2 separate regions of the Urocitellus parryii genome follow, and region 2 is linked to region 1. Evidence: chromatin contacts called from public Hi-C data. All regions are on one chromosome and are shown on one strand. Each heading gives the region's core, a stretch centred on a gene start, on an enhancer-like site or on the middle of the called end of the contact. The rest is flanking DNA. Distances are from core to core; before and after follow the strand shown. Region 1 holds the start of Arf6 (ARF GTPase 6). Region 2 holds the start of Vcpkmt (valosin containing protein lysine methyltransferase).

What was found. Hi-C and Micro-C count contacts between places; a contact is called where the count stands out from the background.
Region 2: a Hi-C map of liver shows a contact between it and region 1, with 5 times the contacts expected there. The contact joins the promoter of Vcpkmt here to the promoter of Arf6 in region 1. A contact is called at or near these places in 2 of 2 Hi-C or Micro-C datasets (liver and muscle).

Annotation. Positions count from the first base shown.
Region 1 is chr6:60,160,785-60,165,344 of mUroPar1.hap1, reverse strand. It overlaps Arf6 (ARF GTPase 6), which reads right to left and starts at 2,181. Exons shown (of 2, transcript XM_026391060.2): 1 at 2,011-2,181; 2 at 1-1,910. The coding sequence starts at 1,428. The coding sequence ends at 901.
Region 2 is chr6:60,356,024-60,360,695 of mUroPar1.hap1, reverse strand. It overlaps Vcpkmt (valosin containing protein lysine methyltransferase), which reads left to right and starts at 1,476. Exons shown (of 6, transcript XM_077799852.1): 1 at 1,476-1,762; 2 at 1,858-1,968; 3 at 2,135-2,207; 4 at 3,460-3,579. The coding sequence starts at 1,497. Sos2 (SOS Ras/Rho guanine nucleotide exchange factor 2) reads left to right here. Exons shown (of 23, transcript XM_026391068.2): 23 at 1-971.

The DNA.
Region 1 (4,560 bases), core at 932-3,431:
AAATATCTCATCTGTGTGTGGCATACACCATTATTGCTCCACTTTCTGGAAAGAGTCTATTTTTTAAATAAAGAGGGAAAACAGCAAAATTGCTGACTTTGCAGTGAAAAAAATTTGCATCCTTGACAGGTTACACTTTCATACTTTTTGTAGCATAAGTTAGTTATATTAAGAAGAACTTGGGTTTTATTCCTACTCATGCATGATGTATGTTTCAGAACTTAATAGCTGACATTTCAAAGAACTTCTTACATTACCTGTTTAACATACTGATGTGCAACTGGAACATATTACAATGATATTACTCATTATTTGCCACTGTGGGCTGTTTACCATACTGGTCTCAGATAAAAGGTCACATTTGAAATTACTAAGTTAAAGTTAGAACTAATGGGGGGGGCTTAAATATAAAAGACAAAACGGCAGTTTGATTAAGCAATAATTTTCAGTTTACTAGATGAAAACAGACTTGCAACATAGTCTGCATGAATGCAAAATAAGCCATCTACAGCAAGTGATGAGGAATTGGGCAAAAAGGAAAAAAGCATACATTGGGGAAAAAAAGATTCTCTAGAAATAAAAAAATCAAACCATTATTATGAAGGACTTTACCAAGAACTGCTATATTTCCCCCACCCCATTTGCTGGAAGTCAACAAGAGCATCTAGCACTGTGTTCATGTCAAATGTCGGATCAGAGCATCCTAACGCAAAGCAAAAAGAGGGGAAAAAAAAGGAAAAAAGAAAATCCCCAAACCGCCCCCCCCAACCGTAGAACAGTAACTCCAGAGTTCAAATTCAAAAGAAAAAGTGGCAATTGAAGGAGGTGAAGATGGTGGCAATAATCCTATGAATGGGTTTTTGATTTCTCTCCTTCGGGGGGATGGGTGAAGAATGCTCATTAGGATTTGTAGTTAGAGGTTAACCATGTGAGCCCCTCATAGAGTCCGTCCCCTGAGGTGGCACAGGAGGGCTGCACATACCAGTTCCTGTCCCGAATCCGGGTCAGGCCCAGTTTCTCCTGGATCTCGTGGGGTTTCATGGCATCAGGCAGGTCCTGCTTGTTGGCGAAGATGAGGATTATGGCGTCCCTCATCTCCCGGTCATTGATAATGCGGTGCAGCTCCTGGCGAGCCTCGTCGATGCGGTCGCGGTCGGCGCAGTCCACTACGAAGATCAGACCCTGGGTCCCGGTGTAGTAATGCCGCCAGAGCGGCCGGATCTTGTCCTGGCCGCCCACATCCCACACGTTGAACTTGACGTTTTTGTAAGTCACGGTCTCCACGTTGAAACCCACGGTGGGAATGGTGGTCACCGACTGGCCCAGCTTCAACTTGTACAGGATTGTTGTCTTGCCCGCCGCGTCCAGGCCCAACATGAGGATCCGCATTTCCTTGTTCCCGAAGATTTTGGATAGCACCTTCCCCATCGCGTCGGAGGAGCCGGGGCCGGGGGCATTCAGGTGTCCCGGGTCCCCTCTGCCAACAACGCCGCCGCCGCCGCGAAACTGAAACGAAGGCTCCCCGCCGCGAGGGCGCTCGAGCGGCCTGCGTGGAAGTAGCCTCCTAGGGGCAGGGCCCGGGCCTGCGGCTCACTCGGGCATCGCCGGCCGCACAACTTGAAACCTCCAGTCGCTGCCGCCGGGGCCCTGAGTCTGCGTTGGGAGAGCCGCCGCCCTGCTGAGGCGCGGCCCGGCCCGGAACTGCCCTTCCCCCCGCAGGCGCCGCGCGAGCGCCGCCGCGGTTCCCGCTCCTCCGCCTTCTTCTCACCCAACCGCGGGAGACTGCGGCCCCCTGGCCCGCCCGCTGGTCCGCGAGCACCGGGCTCACCACCGACCCAAGCCACCCGTGAGGGAGCGCGGTTCCGGCGCTCCGTCAGGTCATTGATCCTCACAGGAACTCGGTGCAGAGCCTGCAGAGACACAGAGAGGGAGAAAGGAGTTACCGCCGGAGTTTCAGAGGGGAACGGAGGCCAAGGCGAGTCGCCTTTCCAGCTTGGCCCGGGAGGTTACCTCCAGCCGCCGCCCCAAGCGCGCGCTCCCTCCGGCCTCCACCTCCTCCTCCCAGTTCTGCCGCCGCCGCTGCCGGAAAAGGCGCCGAGAAAACCGCCTCACTTCCCCTCCCGACCACGCAGGCGCAGCAGAGGCCGACCGTTCGGACAAGAGCGACCTCTGTAAGGGAAGTAGCCTGCGCGCCTAGCGTCAGAGGCGCCACGCGCCGGAGGGGGCGGAGCTACGGTGGCTCGAAAGGCTAGCTGGTGCGGCCCTCGTGGAACGGCGCGTGTAGGACTCAACGGCCCTGCCCGCGCCCACCTGTCGCTCATCTAGAGTCTCCTTTCCTGACTGATTTTTCTCCGGGCTCCCCGACTCTACCCGGACCACAGTTGTAAATCCATTAGGTTGGGGGTCTACAGTGTGAGCGCGCAGCCGAGCTACTTCCAGACCTGATCCCAGACCTCTGTGCCTGCCAGAAGCTGCGCCTGTTCCCTCCTAGTCGCCCCAGACTTCGCGCGCAGTCAGTCTCCCCAGCGAAGCCCTGTTCGCTGTTTTTTCCTTTTCCCCTAACCCCTTCTTGGTTTCCTTCCCTGAGTTCTGTGTGTTTCCTGTAAGACACGTGGGAGACGAGTGTTCCGTGTGGAATCTGCGAAAGCAGCAGCGCTTTTACTGGGCTGGGGTTTGCCTTGAAGCTTCACTTCAGTGATCTTATGTAGTGTCTCGTTAGAACGAACTCACGTTTCTTAAAAATTAGGGTATTTTCAAGAGTTCCCTTGATACAGTACCTTACTGCTTTCAACTTCGAAAAAACGCGAGTACTCTTCATAAATACCACCTTCCCTTGGTGTGGTCAGTAGTAGCTTCTCACACTCCAGCTCATTCTTAAGCCTTAACAGTATTGTTACAAGATTTAGAATCAGAATGACTACTTCTACAGCCTGGATCGCCTGTGTAAACTGACTTTGGTTACTCCACTTGAGGATTAACTAATAAAATGTATGTGGAAGACTTTAGGAAAACTTTTTATATCAAGTGGTAGTGATAAAGTTAAAATAAGGTGAAAGTTAAATATCAAGAGGAGAAAAAACAAGAAATAAGGGTTTTTTTTAAGGAAGTTTTTTTAACAGCATATGATAGTGTTCTTATTTCACAATTTAAGAAAATTCAATAATAGTAGATAATGTTAAATGGTAGATAGGTTAGCCTTGTAAACTTCACCTTGAAATAAACTTATTAAATTTATTACTAATATTCTAATTACGACCTAATTTCCTTTCCATCGGCCCTAAAATGCACTGTTATAAAACTGAAAAAAAATGGTTGGGATTTAGAAGATTAAAATTTAGGTGTTACTCCTTTATTTTCTAAATGTGAATCCATATGTTTTCATCTTTGTACACTTCCTTTTCTTGACTGTAAAATCAGATGAAGAATATTATCACCATGAAAGTAGTCACCATTTATTTTAAGTCTTATGGCAAATACTGAACTAAATTGTTTGATGTATTTTAATCTTTACAGCAACCATATGAAGTTGCTTCAAGTATTAACATTTACAACATGAGAAAACTGAGGGTTAGCCAGTAATCTGAAGGTCATGGAACTGGGATTAAATCTATGACCTATCCTCTTAACCTCAAAATTATGCTGCCTCCCGTTTGCCTCACAGTTGTTTTGAGGCTCATTAACAGTATTTCCTAAAATGCTTTATAACTATAAAGTATCATTAGCAATTATTATATTTGGGGGAAGATTTTTTGGATAAATGACGATAATAGATAATAGGTTAATCAACAAGTTTTTCATATGTGGCATATCTTAGTGGCTATCTAAAATGGCTCTTCACATAATACATTAACATGCTATTTTAAATATTAATCATAACACAAAACCAATTATAATGAACAGAAAATGGAGTGAAAATTTTAAAATTTGTGTTTAAAGTCATACCAGTAAATGAAAAGTAAATTTTAATAAAATCAAAACATCTAAAAAAGATAACACTTAATTACTAAATAATACCACAAATGAAGCATTTTTTTTATTCCTTCTTGAAACAATGATTTTTTTTTTTTAAATATAGCTTAGTTGGTAGAGTGCTTGCCTCTCATGCACAGGCCCTGAGTTCAATCCCTGGCCCCACACATATGCAAAAAAAGTAAGGGCTGTGGATATGGTTCAGTGGTAGAGCAATTGCCTAGCATGCAATTACCTAGCATGCCCTGGGTTTGATCCCTAGTACCATAGAAGAAAATGAAAATAAATTTCAAATTTAAAAATATTTCCATTCAATGAAATATCTTACTGATAAACTAGAATTGTGAAACAAAACTTACATTTCTCAGTTGGCACTCTATTTCACTGATTTTTTTTTTAAACAGGAAAGTTCTAAAAACCAACTATAGAAAAATTAGTCTTTGCTTTTTAACTAAAGCCTATAAATGAAGAAATTTCTCCAACTTGAAAACCAAGATTCCAGGCTGGGGTTGTGGCTCAGTGGTAGAGCACTTGCCTCACACATGTGAGGCACTGGGTTCAAACCTCAGCACCACATAAAAATAAGATATA
Region 2 (4,672 bases), core at 227-2,726, 200 kb before region 1:
AGAGGCCTTTTTTAAGGTAATGAATTTACACAAATATAGAGGTGTATGGTGTTACTGATTTTTAAATCTCTTTGACCATCTTCTGGAAGGTTTTTACTTGTAGTTTTTACATCTAGGAGAATTGTGAATAACACCCACTGTTCTTAAATTCTTTAATGCCATGTCTTAAATGCCAGTATTTGCTGCTGAAGACAAAAATGAAATGTGGAATGAAAATAATAGAATGCACTGTGTATATTATTTTGTCAAAATGTAAACAAAGAATACATAACCCAATTATAGAGGAAAAAAAGGGCATGTATTTCATTCAGATGTGCCTTTTGTTTTTGCAGAGTATGGCGTCTTTAGCTAATAAGTTGCCTATTGTTTTGGAAAACAAAGTTAATATGCCATGTATGTACAGTTTTGTTTATATTGTATATTTAAAGATAATGTTAATAACCTATATAAATTTAAATGACTTGAGGTCTATAATACAATCTGCTACTTTACTAATTCATAGGTTCAGAGGAAAAGTTCTTATGGCATAGGAACCAACTGCCTTGCCTTCAAAACCTAGTGACTTTCTCTATAAATCTTGTGTTAACTGAAATTTTTTAAAAATATTTTTTTAGATTGGTAATATTTAAACCAGCAAATACTTAATGCTTTATTAAACTTTTTAATCAGAAGTGGGTAAAACTTTTATTTGCCATTTGGATACCTTCTCTCAAAGTGATGAAAATTATGTTATGTGATAGGCTGTAGCAGTGGTTGTAAAGTAGCCAAAAGCCACGTTCTTTATTTACTGGTCTGTGGCCTTTTACTGTGCTTTGTATCAGAGTTCTTAACAAGATTAATAAATCACCTCAGTCTTAATTTTTAAAAGACTTTTTAAAAAATGTGTTTTCATTGTAAAGAACAAGGGGATATTAGAGTACTGTAGATATATGTATGCACACATTGAGTTATTTCATGCAACTTAAAACTACATAATCCCAAATAATTTATATGATGTAAATTTTAGAGGGATTAAAAAAATTTTTAACTGGTAAATGCAAGCTGCAAGTTTCCAGCAATCCTTTTTATGCATTCATACGGAAAAACTAGGAGCACACTTGGAAACTTCCTGAGAAAGATAATAGACACCTTTGGTAGGCTCTGGGAAGCTGCCTGGATTTAAGGTAACTACAGTATGAGTCAATCTCTAACCACGTAAAAATGCTCCAGTGTTTGCTTTGTTTTTTCACAGAGCGGATTATATTAGTTTTATCTCGGAAAGTGACTTAAACTAGCTGTTCCTTAAGCCAGGCGCGTTTTACAGGAGAAGGAAGGGAAAAGGGCGGTTAGTGCTGGGTTACGCCCAAGGTGCTGCAGCCTTCTGGGCTTTGTTGACTTGCGCACGCGCGAGGTGCCAAGTCCGCCACTAGGAGGCGCGGGCCCCTCTCAAGGCTTGGCCTGTGAGCGGCGCACAAATGAGTCGTCACTAAGCAAGCTGCACCCTTTAGCTGGCAGAGATGGCGGCTGCTGTGGATTCGGTGGTGGAGGATCCGCTGCGGAGCTTTGTGAGAGTTCTGGAGAAGCGGGATGGGACAGCCCTACGACTGCAGCAGTATGACTCCGGTGGTGTGGGTTGCGTTGTTTGGGACGCTGCCATTGTGCTCTCTAAATACTTGGAAACGCCGGGGTTTTCCGGAGACGGGGCCCATGTGTTGAGCCGGCGGTCGGTGCTGGAGTTGGGCTCAGGCACGGGGGCGGTGGGACTCATGGCTGCTACCCTCGGGTAAGAATTGAAGGGAGGGGACACCGCTTTGCTTTGAAACTCATATTGCCAGTTACCCACCATGTGCCTACCCCTCAATCAATGTTATTTTATAGGGCAGATGTTGTGGTCACCGATCTTGAGGAATTGCAAGACTTGCTGAAGATGAATATTAATATGAACAAACATCTTGTCACTGGTTCTGTTCAAGCCAAGGTACTGAAATGGTTTGTATGGCCTTTCAGCTTGTTTTAAAATAACAATTCATAGTTTGTTTTAAATTGCATCTCATTAAAGCCATGATAATACGAAATGAACTTATTGGCTCTTGCTTATAAAGCAAGAGTATTTTAAATTATTAACAGTTTAAAATACTTGTTTGACATTTTGAAGGGGGGAAGAAATAGAAGACTTTCCTTCTCCACCAGACTACATACTGATGGCTGACTGCATATACTACGAGGAGGTAAATGTTCAGTGAGTGAAATCTCTCTAATCTATTAACTGTTTTTTGTATTCTGAAACTACATTTCTTCACATTTTAACATCTCTGAATTCAGGATATTTGTCTATGGTTGATAGATGGTTGTAGCAAAAATAAAACAAAAGTCACAAGAGACTATGTATATACATTCATATATACCTACAAATCATGTTTAGAAGAGTGTTATATGCATTTTATTAGAGGCTTCTTCAAAAGTTTTAAAGGATTTTACCACTTGGATCTGTTATGAAAAGCTATGATAACCTTTTTTTTTAAAAAAAAAAAAAAAAGGGCTGGGGATGTGGCTCAAGCGGTAGTGCGTTTGCCTGGCATGCGTGCGGCCCGGGTTCGATCCTCAGCACCACATACCAACAAAGATGTTGTGTCCGCCAGAAACTAAAAAATAAATATTAAAAATTAAAAAAAAAAAAAAAAAACCTTTCTTGGGCGTGGCAGACATTAGGGGGCTGGAGATCAAATCCAGGGCCTTACACATGTGAGTGCTCTACTACTGAGCTACATCCCCAGCCCTAAAATCACCCCTTAGCCTCCCACCCCTGCCCTTAGTTGTTCCCAATGAAATGTTTAACCAGGAGAATTAAGTTGCATTTTTTAAAAAATTCATGGTTTTGTGGCAAGATTTACTAGACCAAATATTTTTCTTTTCTTTTTTTGGAACTAGGGATTGAACTAAGGGGCACATGACCAACTAAGCCATATTCCCAGCCCTATTTTGTATTTTATTTAGAGACAGGGTCTCATTGAGTTGCTTAGCTCCTTGCTATTGCTGAGGCTGGCTTTGAACCCAGGATCCTTTTGTCTCAATCTCCCAAACTGCTGGGATTACAGGCATATGCCACTGCAATATTTTTCTTTAAATATTGGTGTATGATAGCATTGTGGGTATCATTTATATTTAAAATAATGAGCATTGAGCCAACCCATGTTCAAGTTAAGTTGATGGACTTTATTTTATTCATTTATTTTGATGCGGTGCTGAGAATCGAACCCAGTGCCTCATACATGCTAAGCAAGTGCTCTACCACTGAGCCACCACCCAGGCCAATAATTAATTATTAAGAGGAGTTTACCAATCATTGTTAGAAAACGTTAACTACATGTACTTTGTTGTATTGATTAAAAAATGAATAATAGGGGAATTAATCCTTTTACTTCCCTAACCTCCTCTTAATAGAAAATTTTTGAAGTCATGAAATACGTTTTTCTATTATAGTCTTTGGAACCATTGCTGAAAACACTGAAAGATCTCAGTGGATCTGAAACTTGTATCATATGTTGCTATGAACAACGTACAATGGGGAAAAATCCAGAAATTGAGAAAAAATATTTTGAGGTAAGGACTATAAAAGATCTATCTTTGTAGTGAGTACCCTTCAGGGAGGCTATATGTGACTAATCTAGTATTTTATGGCAATTTTGGAGGTTTGGACAATCTGTTTGTATGAATCCAGCCAGTAGGGAACTCTTTAAAATCCACTATTCCACAAAGCCTACCCCCATTTTCTATTCTCATCCTTTATTTTTTGTCTAATTAGTTGATACTGTATCTACAGAACCGTGTAAAATAATAATGGTGACACTGTCTTTTCTGAGAAAGTTCTTAATATTTCTTAATTGTTGGCTTTGGGGAACATATCAGTGATACATATATTGCTTTTAGAGAATTCATGATAGAGGGGCTGGGGTTGTGGCTCAGTGGTAGAGTGCTCGCCTAGCATGCATGAGGCACTGGGTTCCATCCTCAGCACCATATTAAAATAAAGATATTGTGTGCACCTAAAACTTAAGAATAAATATTTTTAAAAAGAGAATTCATGATAGAAATGAGGAGGTGATAAATTTGTACTTCTCTGTTTTTCTCTACATTTTTATGAAACCTCTGACCTACATACCTGTTTTTAGGGACTTAATTAATAGTCAGAAAGATTCACAGGAAGTTGCAAATGTAATACATAGCTATTTTTGGTACAGGGGATTGAACTCAGGGGCACTCAACCACTGAGCCACATCCACAGCCCTGTTATGTATTTTATTTAGAGATAGGGTCTCATTGAGCCGCTTAACCTGTTGCCATTGCTGAGGCTGGTTTTGAACTTGTTGAGATCCTCCTGTATTGGTCTCCTGAGATTACAGGCATGCCCCACCGCACCCAGTACATAACATCTTATGTATCTTTTACTCTTTTTCCCCCAGTGGTGACCCCAGGCCCTTTTTATGGGCAAAAATTCATCCCATTACAAGTAAATCTTTTTGTATATCTGTATAGCTCTGCAACTTTTGTCTGCTGACGGACTGCTTTGGTTTAATGAGAAAGCAAGAATATGACTGCCTCAGATAATATATGATAAATTTTTTTTTAATTTCTTCTTTTTTTTTGTAGTAATAGATGTAGATGTATTTTTATTTATTTTTTTATCAGTGCTAAG